2 separate regions of the Mus musculus genome follow, and region 2 is linked to region 1. The links are chromatin contacts, called in public Hi-C maps. All regions are on one chromosome and are shown on one strand. Each heading gives the region's core, a stretch centred on a gene start, on an enhancer-like site or on the middle of the called end of the contact. The rest is flanking DNA. Distances are from core to core; before and after follow the strand shown.

Region 1 (3,927 bases), core at 1,172-3,671:
CCTCCATGTTTCTCTACATGAAGATAAGGGACTAAACTTACGAAACTATAAACAAGCCCAAATTAAATGTTTTCCTTTATAAGAGTTCTCATGGTCATGGCATCTTGTCACAGCAATAGAAACTCAAAGACAATAAATTAATGTCTTCTGGCCAGATGTGTTAACTCGGATTTATAACCTCAGCATGCAAGAGGCTAAGTCATGAGGGCTATCAATAGTCTGAACTCAGCCTGGATCACAAACATGGACTACTGGGTTCAAACTTGTTTCAAAAGTAAAGAATGAACATTCCCAAATACCTGCTCCTGTCTCAGTCTCCCAAGTAGCTGGGACTACAGGCATGTGCCACGGCACCCAGCTCCCAAATATCTCCTAATGTCACTGTGTTCCTCACATTATTTCTTCACCCAGATTTTCTGGTTATCTTTGTCATCCTTCTTCCCTGAAAAACAACTGAAATTATATCATGAGCAATCTTAGTTCATGATAACGTCCTTTTTACACTTACAGTAAGTGTACTTGTTGAGATAAGTGACTTTTTTCTATTCTTCAAGGAATTATAGATGCAGATTTCATATTCTGAAGATGCTTTGCTTCTACAGCTGGTCCCAGCAGCTGGTAGATACCTTTAACACATGGTTGCTGGACTTTGTGTCCAGCTTCTGTCATAGAAGGCACTTCCACTGCTGAAAGGAGGAGTTGAAATGTTGGCTCAGCCTTATGAGATGGAACAAACATCCTGCCTCCTGAGACATCTGCACAGTGCTCATCATTGCAACTCTGCCTTCTCCTGGCTTAAGAACGGATGACTTATTAAGACTAGTTGTCTAGACAGATGTCTCTTCAAGGGCTGGAAACTTCTATGATACTTGCTAGGCTGTTCTTTTAATTCTTAATAAAGCTACCTGTTGGTAAACTATTCAGTTACTGATTGTCATCTGAATGCACCCTGTAGTTTCCTGTCCCAAACTCTGTGTGCCAACTGCCCTATGAACATGATTTTTACCCTATTTTTCATGGGTTGTTGTGTGGTAGATTTCCTGGGGAAACACAACACACACATATGCTTATCCCAGATAGTGAACCCATGACAAACCAAAGCTGGGAACCTGGTGCATACTACATGGCCTGCAGGCAATTCAGTACATTGGAGAGTATTCTTTCCCATGACTCAGGTGGTCTGAGCTTCTTCCAGGCAACTCTTCTGGCTTCCGCTCTCTCCAGGCTGTTTCTTTGACTGGTCCTTGCTTGTTCCAGGTGGTTGGGCTTGTCTCAGAGTCTTCTTTGCAGATGTATACCTCTGGGAATGACTCAGTAGTCTTTACTGTTTACTCTTGGGGAGGGAGGGGCCTAGTAAAGTTGATCAGTTTCAGAAACTTCCTAAAAGACTTAATGAGCTTCCATGCAGGATGAAATGTTTCAATCTCAGCGATAACTGCCACACAACAGAGGTCAGGCGTCCCTTCAGTTGACCAGTGAACTTTTATTTTGGACCCCTGCCTGAACGTAGAAAATGTAATTATGTCTGATTATAACTCCAATATAAGACAGAATGGCCACAGTATCAAGTTACATAAAACAAAGTATTATATTCTGTGCACTTATAAGATCAGTGGAAATCATTCAGTTTGCTTCTAACTTGAAATAGATTCCATCCCATAAAACTGCTGGCAATAAGTTCATCTTTTGCTTCCCTACACTTCTATTCCGACCACCTTTGTAAAGTAGCCTCTTTAGTTGGGCTGCAATTTCTCTTATAATCACCCCTATAATTCCACAACATTTAGACTCCTAATCTGAGCTCTGATTAATAAACTTACCATGGTGTCCACAGCACGGTTTAGTCATTCCTCCCAACTCTATCATTGAACTGACTTATTTGCCAACCTAGACTTCTCATCCAACATCTCTTCGGTGTTTGAACAGTGCGAAGTTCCTGGGTAACTTGGCAGAATGCTATCCGCACATGTCTGTATCAGATACTATTATCAATCCAATCTTTTTTGACTTCACAGGTAGAAATGGTTCACATCACAGAACTATAGCTGGGCATGTGCCCTCATTCTTTGAAGTGTAGCTTCTCTAATGATGCTTTTCATGGTTTCCCCTCTTCTAGAAACCTCTTGTTCTTACTCTTCCTCCTCTCTTTTGCCCCATGCTCTAGTCCTGCATGGAGATGCAGTTAAGATCTCTCTCCGATTTATCTTTATTTACTCTCTTCCCCCAGGTCTCCTCATTCTCATGGTCACACTCCACTCCTCTATCTTTATTTCGTAATTCCTCCCTTGATGCTCCTGATTATGGATGAGAGTCTTGAGACTCACCAGACCCTTGGCAGAAGCCAGAGGGAGCACAGGTCAGATAGCATTCTCCTGTACTCCCACGGTCTGCTCTTCCAGATGTTCTGATTGTATCCTGTCCCCTGTCCCTTTCCTGAGATCCTGCCTTCTGCCTTCTGTGTGCCCCTGGACACTCTCTGAGTCCCCATCTCCTCTGCCTCTAAACTGCCTGCAGGAGTTATTGCAGGAGACTCTGCAACCCCTCAGTGTCATCCCTCAGGCACAACAAACATCTTACTTCTCTCTGTATTCCGAAGTGGAAAAGGCCATTTGATTATGCAGACATTACACATGTGTGTTCATTAAAATGTCTGTCCAACAAGGAAATGGGGGTACTGTGGACCAAGAAATTGTAAAAGTTAGCCTGTTGCTCTTGGTTTCTGGGCTCAAAAACAGTCAAATTCCTCCCTATACTGTGGGTTCAAGTATATCTTCAGCTTAAAATATTGACTTCTAAGCATAAGCACTTATTACTAACATAGGTTAAGCATCTTTGGTAAAAAAAAAAAAAAACACTATGTTATTAACAGGAAAAAGTCAAAGTGCAAAAGCCTTGGAATTTATAACTGTATGTATTTTTATCACCTGAATTTTTGTTCTTGAGGGAACTGAAAGCTTACTTTTAAAAGTCTAGGGCAGGTGTGTTGCTCAAAATGGTGATTTGTTTCTTTTTGCTCATTTGAGACAAGATCTTGCAATGTAACCCAGGCTGATTTCAATTTTGCAATTTTCCTACCTCAGCCTCCACAGTCCTGGGATTACAAGTGTGTGCCAACACACCTGACTCTCCATTTTTCCTCTTAACAAAAGAACATCTCTACCATCAAATGCAAATATAGCAGCAGACATTATGAGCTAATTAGAATTGTAAAGTACCCATTTGTTAGCTTTCTCTAAATAACTTTTTTTTTTGGCTGATTTTAAATTCTGGTGAGAACAGGAGCACATAGCTTCTAAAAAGTCATGAAGCTTCATGAATATCTCCTCTAGTTTAGGAGCGAAGACATTAATTCCTGGATGACACTAGTCTGTCTGAACAATTTAGGCTGTGTACATTCACAGACAAATCAGCAGCCTGAAGAGCTAAAAGCTGAGTAGCACTTAAAATAAATGCTTTGGTCCTTCCAAATAACCAGTGGCTTAGATTCTATTTACTCAAGCTATTTCTGAATATTATGATTCATAATATATCAAAATACAGAAAAATAATTTCTGTAATAATATATTTAAGTATTTTATAAATGAAATTTATAAAGTAGAAAGGTTTGTTTTTTTTTGTTTTTTTTTTTTTTTTGTAAGCTACACTTCATATAAACAAAATCACTGAGAGCCTTGGCATCTGTGATATCATCTCAGGGCTGTGTTCAAATCCATCAGGCCAGAAATCTGTGATTAAGCAAATGAGGGGGGAAATATAAGGGAAGCTATGCGCAGAAACAGGAACTTTGATATTTGACTTCAATTTCACCTCCTTAACTTGAACCTCCTCTCCAGATGGATTTAAAAATACCAGTACAACCATGCTATACCATTTGTGGTATTTATTGAGTTTCTTTTATTCATGAATACTTTGTTGGGTTCAGTACTA
Region 2 (3,666 bases), core at 232-2,731, 440 kb before region 1:
AGGAACCATCACAGAATGAAGGAGAGCCTGTCAGACCTGGGATTGATGTCCTCTCCCAGACTGCAGAGGGATTTTTATCTTGATTTCTCCAGAGGATTCTGAGGAGCCAATTTGGAAACGACTTAGAAGGTAAGCCCTCTTCCCTATTCGACTTTTAAAATTCAACGCCCCTCTCCCATCTCTCTCATGTTCAAAATAATAGAAAATCAGAACTAGAGGGTCTTATAGAGATAAATCCCTTTGTCAAAAGTACCTTTAGAATTGTGGAAAATGTGGAAGATGGATCTTGGAACTAAGCAGAAATAGAGAATAAAAATTGTGATATTCTCTTCTCACTGTCCTGGTCTAACTGTGCATGCTCTGGGGATTCATTTTCATTTCACTTAATAATCTACACAATGTTTGTATACACAAAGAGGCTACACACACACACACACACACACACACACACACACACACACACACACTCACTCACTCACATATATGTATTTTCATGCAATGTTTTGGGCACATTTCCTGAGCTTTCAGAAGTTCTTTAAAGTCCAAGGTTTGGATCTAGAGTAATTATTTCATATCTTCTCTTTAACTCAAAATTCTGTGGCTGTTGTTGGTTATGCTGATTATCTTTTAAAAATTGTATAAAAAAGACTGGGATTAATAGTCAGACTGAAGATCCCACATACTCTTGGCTGTCTTCTCAGGACACCCCCTCAACCCCCACCCTGAAAGTGGTGTTCTGGAAGTATGGCAGACAGATGGGAGCACGGACTTGCAGCTTTTACCAATTATTGGTGGTGTGAAATTGGGTGAGTTTCAAGCTGCCTTCTCTTGCATGTGAGTTTGATGGTAATGTTTATCTCATGGGATCACTGCTGTGAGGGTTAAACAATCCTTTTTTCTTTTCCTGGAGTGCTTAGATAGCACACTGTGGGGGGTCAGAGAGTAAACATGGGCCGTAGGCAATGTGTCAGAGTGGCCACCTCAGGTCTTTGGAATTGTTGAGCCATTGCCCGTCTTTAGGTTGTAGGGCCTGTGTCTCCACTACAGACCCTCAATCGCAGGTCCCTGTGGCTCATTAATGCTGCCAACCCCGTATCATAGATGAAGAAAGGGAAGTGTTGTCGCATCCAATTTCTGGCCACACATCTCATCTCCAGGCATCAACAGAACGAGACTAGAATGCAGATTCCAACTCAGACTTGTGTCTCACAACCTGCTAAACTTTTTGTATTTTAATACGTCTTTCCCTGCTGCCCAGATACGGTGTTCGGTTAGACCACAATCATTCTTCAGTGAGTTGCAGGTCATCTCCTGGAAGCCATACTCCATCTCAGAAACAGGAATTAGCTTTTATAGTAGTTATAGGGGGAAAAAAAAAAGAAACCATGTCTCAGAAGCTTTGCTTAAACTTTATTGTTCTCTGAGAAGTAAATTGAGCGTGGACCGCGGCGGTCCGCCACTAGGGGGAGCTGCGACTCTTCAAAATGTCAAGTTCTATATGGAAAAGAACGCTTTGAAAAGCATTTTCTATCTCGGTGACATCCAGAAAACACAATCAAAGAAGGGTTTGAGAGGTTTCAGCGTGGTTTTCCACGGGGAGCCTGTTTCCATTAACTTTAAATAGAGAGGGCAGAGACAGACCAAATGGATTCCACCCAACTGCAGAGTAGAGGACCATTGAGCTTATTGAGGTTACTCGCAGGACAACAGAGCACTTACGGATGCTACATCGCGACTCACTGAGCCACCCCCTCCCAGCAGATGCTGCTCACATATCCTCATGATATCCTTACATATCTCTGTGAGCCTTTTCTCCTCAGTCCGTGGGAACGTCAGTAGACCCAGTTTCGTGCAGACCTGGTGGGAGGGACCCCAGTCGCTCAGATTGAAGATGACAGTAATAACACACAGTGCAGCACACAGCACAGGGACAGGCACAGACTGCACAGGTTGAACAGCCGGTCACCTCTCTCAGGGCTGGAAAGACGGCTGAGCAGTTAAGAGGACTTTGTTGTGTTACCAGCACCTTGGGATGGTGAGCTGACTGACTTGGCTGCTGGGAACTGAACTCCTGTCCTCTGGAGGAACAACATGCACCCTTGTCCTGAGAGATGGATCCCAGCTTCACGTGATGTCCTTCTTAACAGTTTCAATGGTGATTTCCATTGAAACAACATACAATTTCAAGGTCCTCCCTGATGGTTACTGGTTTTGATAATCTTGCAAGGACTTACCAACTTTCCTTTTGTGTAATTGTTATTTGTAGGAAGTGGGCTGAGAATTCGACCCACCCATTATTATTAAGATTGTTCTGGCCTTTTACAAGCTGTTGATTTAAATGAGGAGGAGTCTGGTCAAGTTTTAAATAACCAGATGTTGGATTCTTCTCTAAAGACAAGAGGCTCCTTATGGGTATTTGGAAGTTAATCAATCCATCAAGAACTGGCTGTCCCAACAGCTTGATTCCCTTGCGCTTCCCAACTGAGCCCTGTTTGGCAAGTTCACTAACTAGTCTATCCCCATTCCCATCACTCCCTGCACTCAGGTCACCATTTCACTAGATTCTTTACTTCACCAATTCCTTCTCATTACCCCTTCCTGTCTCCATGAATAGTCTAGTGGGCTGAGTAGCTCTTTATTCCTAATTGTGTGTCTTGTGAACACACACACACACACACACACTCACTAATTTCTGGTGTGACATTTTCTATAAATAGCCCAAATCTCATAACATACAACCTACAATGTCTACAGTGTATATACTATAGGTTCAGAGTCCTTCTGTGTCTGGTTCCTTCATTCCTCTCCTGGTAAGGCAGAGCTTGCAAGTCTTTCCTTGGTATCAGGATGACAGTGTACTTTGTGGAAAGCGGGATCGAAGATGGCAGGGATTTGGCAGCACTCTTTCTGTTGGTGGTCATGGGAGTCAGCACCTTAAACGACTGGATATGAACATGGTGGTCACCTAAGTGTCAGCTCCGCTCTTCTGACGCTCTGTTCGGCTAAGATGGACTCCTCTTCATGGCACAGCAATTGCAGCTAACACGGTTGACCACTGGACTGCCAACGCACAGGGCAGGCTGAGCAGACCACATGAGTTATCTCTCATAGATTGAGGCCTTCAACACAAATTCTTAAGATTTTTCCTTTAGACTCACAACAATATGCTTGCTTTGCCTCCCAAGCTCTGGGATTAAAATGTGCCACCGCATGTCTTGTTTCTCTTGTAAAAAAAAAAAAAAACCAAACAAACCCATTACTTTGTTTATGAGTAAGCCTGTGTGAATATATGCAACATATGTGAGTCCAGGGAAGCCAGAGAGGACACCAGTTTCCTTGGAGCTGGAGTTACAAGTGATTGTAAGCCACCTGATGTGAGAGGAATCAAATTCAGGTCCTCTGCTATGGCATTGTCGCTCCTACTGCTAAGCCATGTTGTTGGCCCCTGTTGCTCATCGAGAATCCACAGAAGAGATTATAGAAATGGAAATGCATGACGAGGTGTTGTGAGAACGTTAAATTCTAGTACTTCCAACCCTGTGAAAGCAGTATTTCCTTGAAGCCACTCTACCTTATGGTCCCTGAGGAGAGGAGAACCAATGTCTTGGGGAGAAGATGGATGTATACAAAGCTAAGAAAGGCCACATGCATGCAAAGGCAGGGCCA

The links. Hi-C and Micro-C count contacts between places; a contact is called where the count stands out from the background.
Region 2: a contact with region 1 is called in a Hi-C map of cortical neurons, with 2.5 times the contacts expected there. The contact joins two enhancer-like sites. A contact is called at or near these places in 9 of 484 Hi-C or Micro-C datasets (the C10 cell line, the HL-1 cell line, cerebral cortex and 4 more) and 1 of 9 other capture datasets (embryonic stem cells).

The regions. Positions count from the first base shown.
Region 1 is chr3:39,999,440-40,003,366 of GRCm38.p6, reverse strand. No RefSeq gene overlaps it. Among named protein-coding and RNA genes, the nearest start is that of Gm46834, 290 kb to the right of the region's middle. Within about 2 kb of position 2,421, at least 5 of the 459 cell types and tissues checked have an H3K27ac peak or open chromatin away from gene starts, as enhancers often do. A contact at or near this core is called in cortical neurons, where this site is marked.
Region 2 is chr3:40,442,241-40,445,906 of GRCm38.p6, reverse strand. It overlaps Gm30184 (a long non-coding RNA gene), which reads left to right. Exons shown (of 4, transcript XR_389710.2): 2 at 1-129; 3 at 702-806. Among named protein-coding and RNA genes, the nearest start is that of Gm30184, 9.7 kb to the left of the region's middle. Within about 2 kb of position 1,481, at least 19 of the 459 cell types and tissues checked have an H3K27ac peak or open chromatin away from gene starts, as enhancers often do. A contact at or near this core is called in cortical neurons, where this site is marked.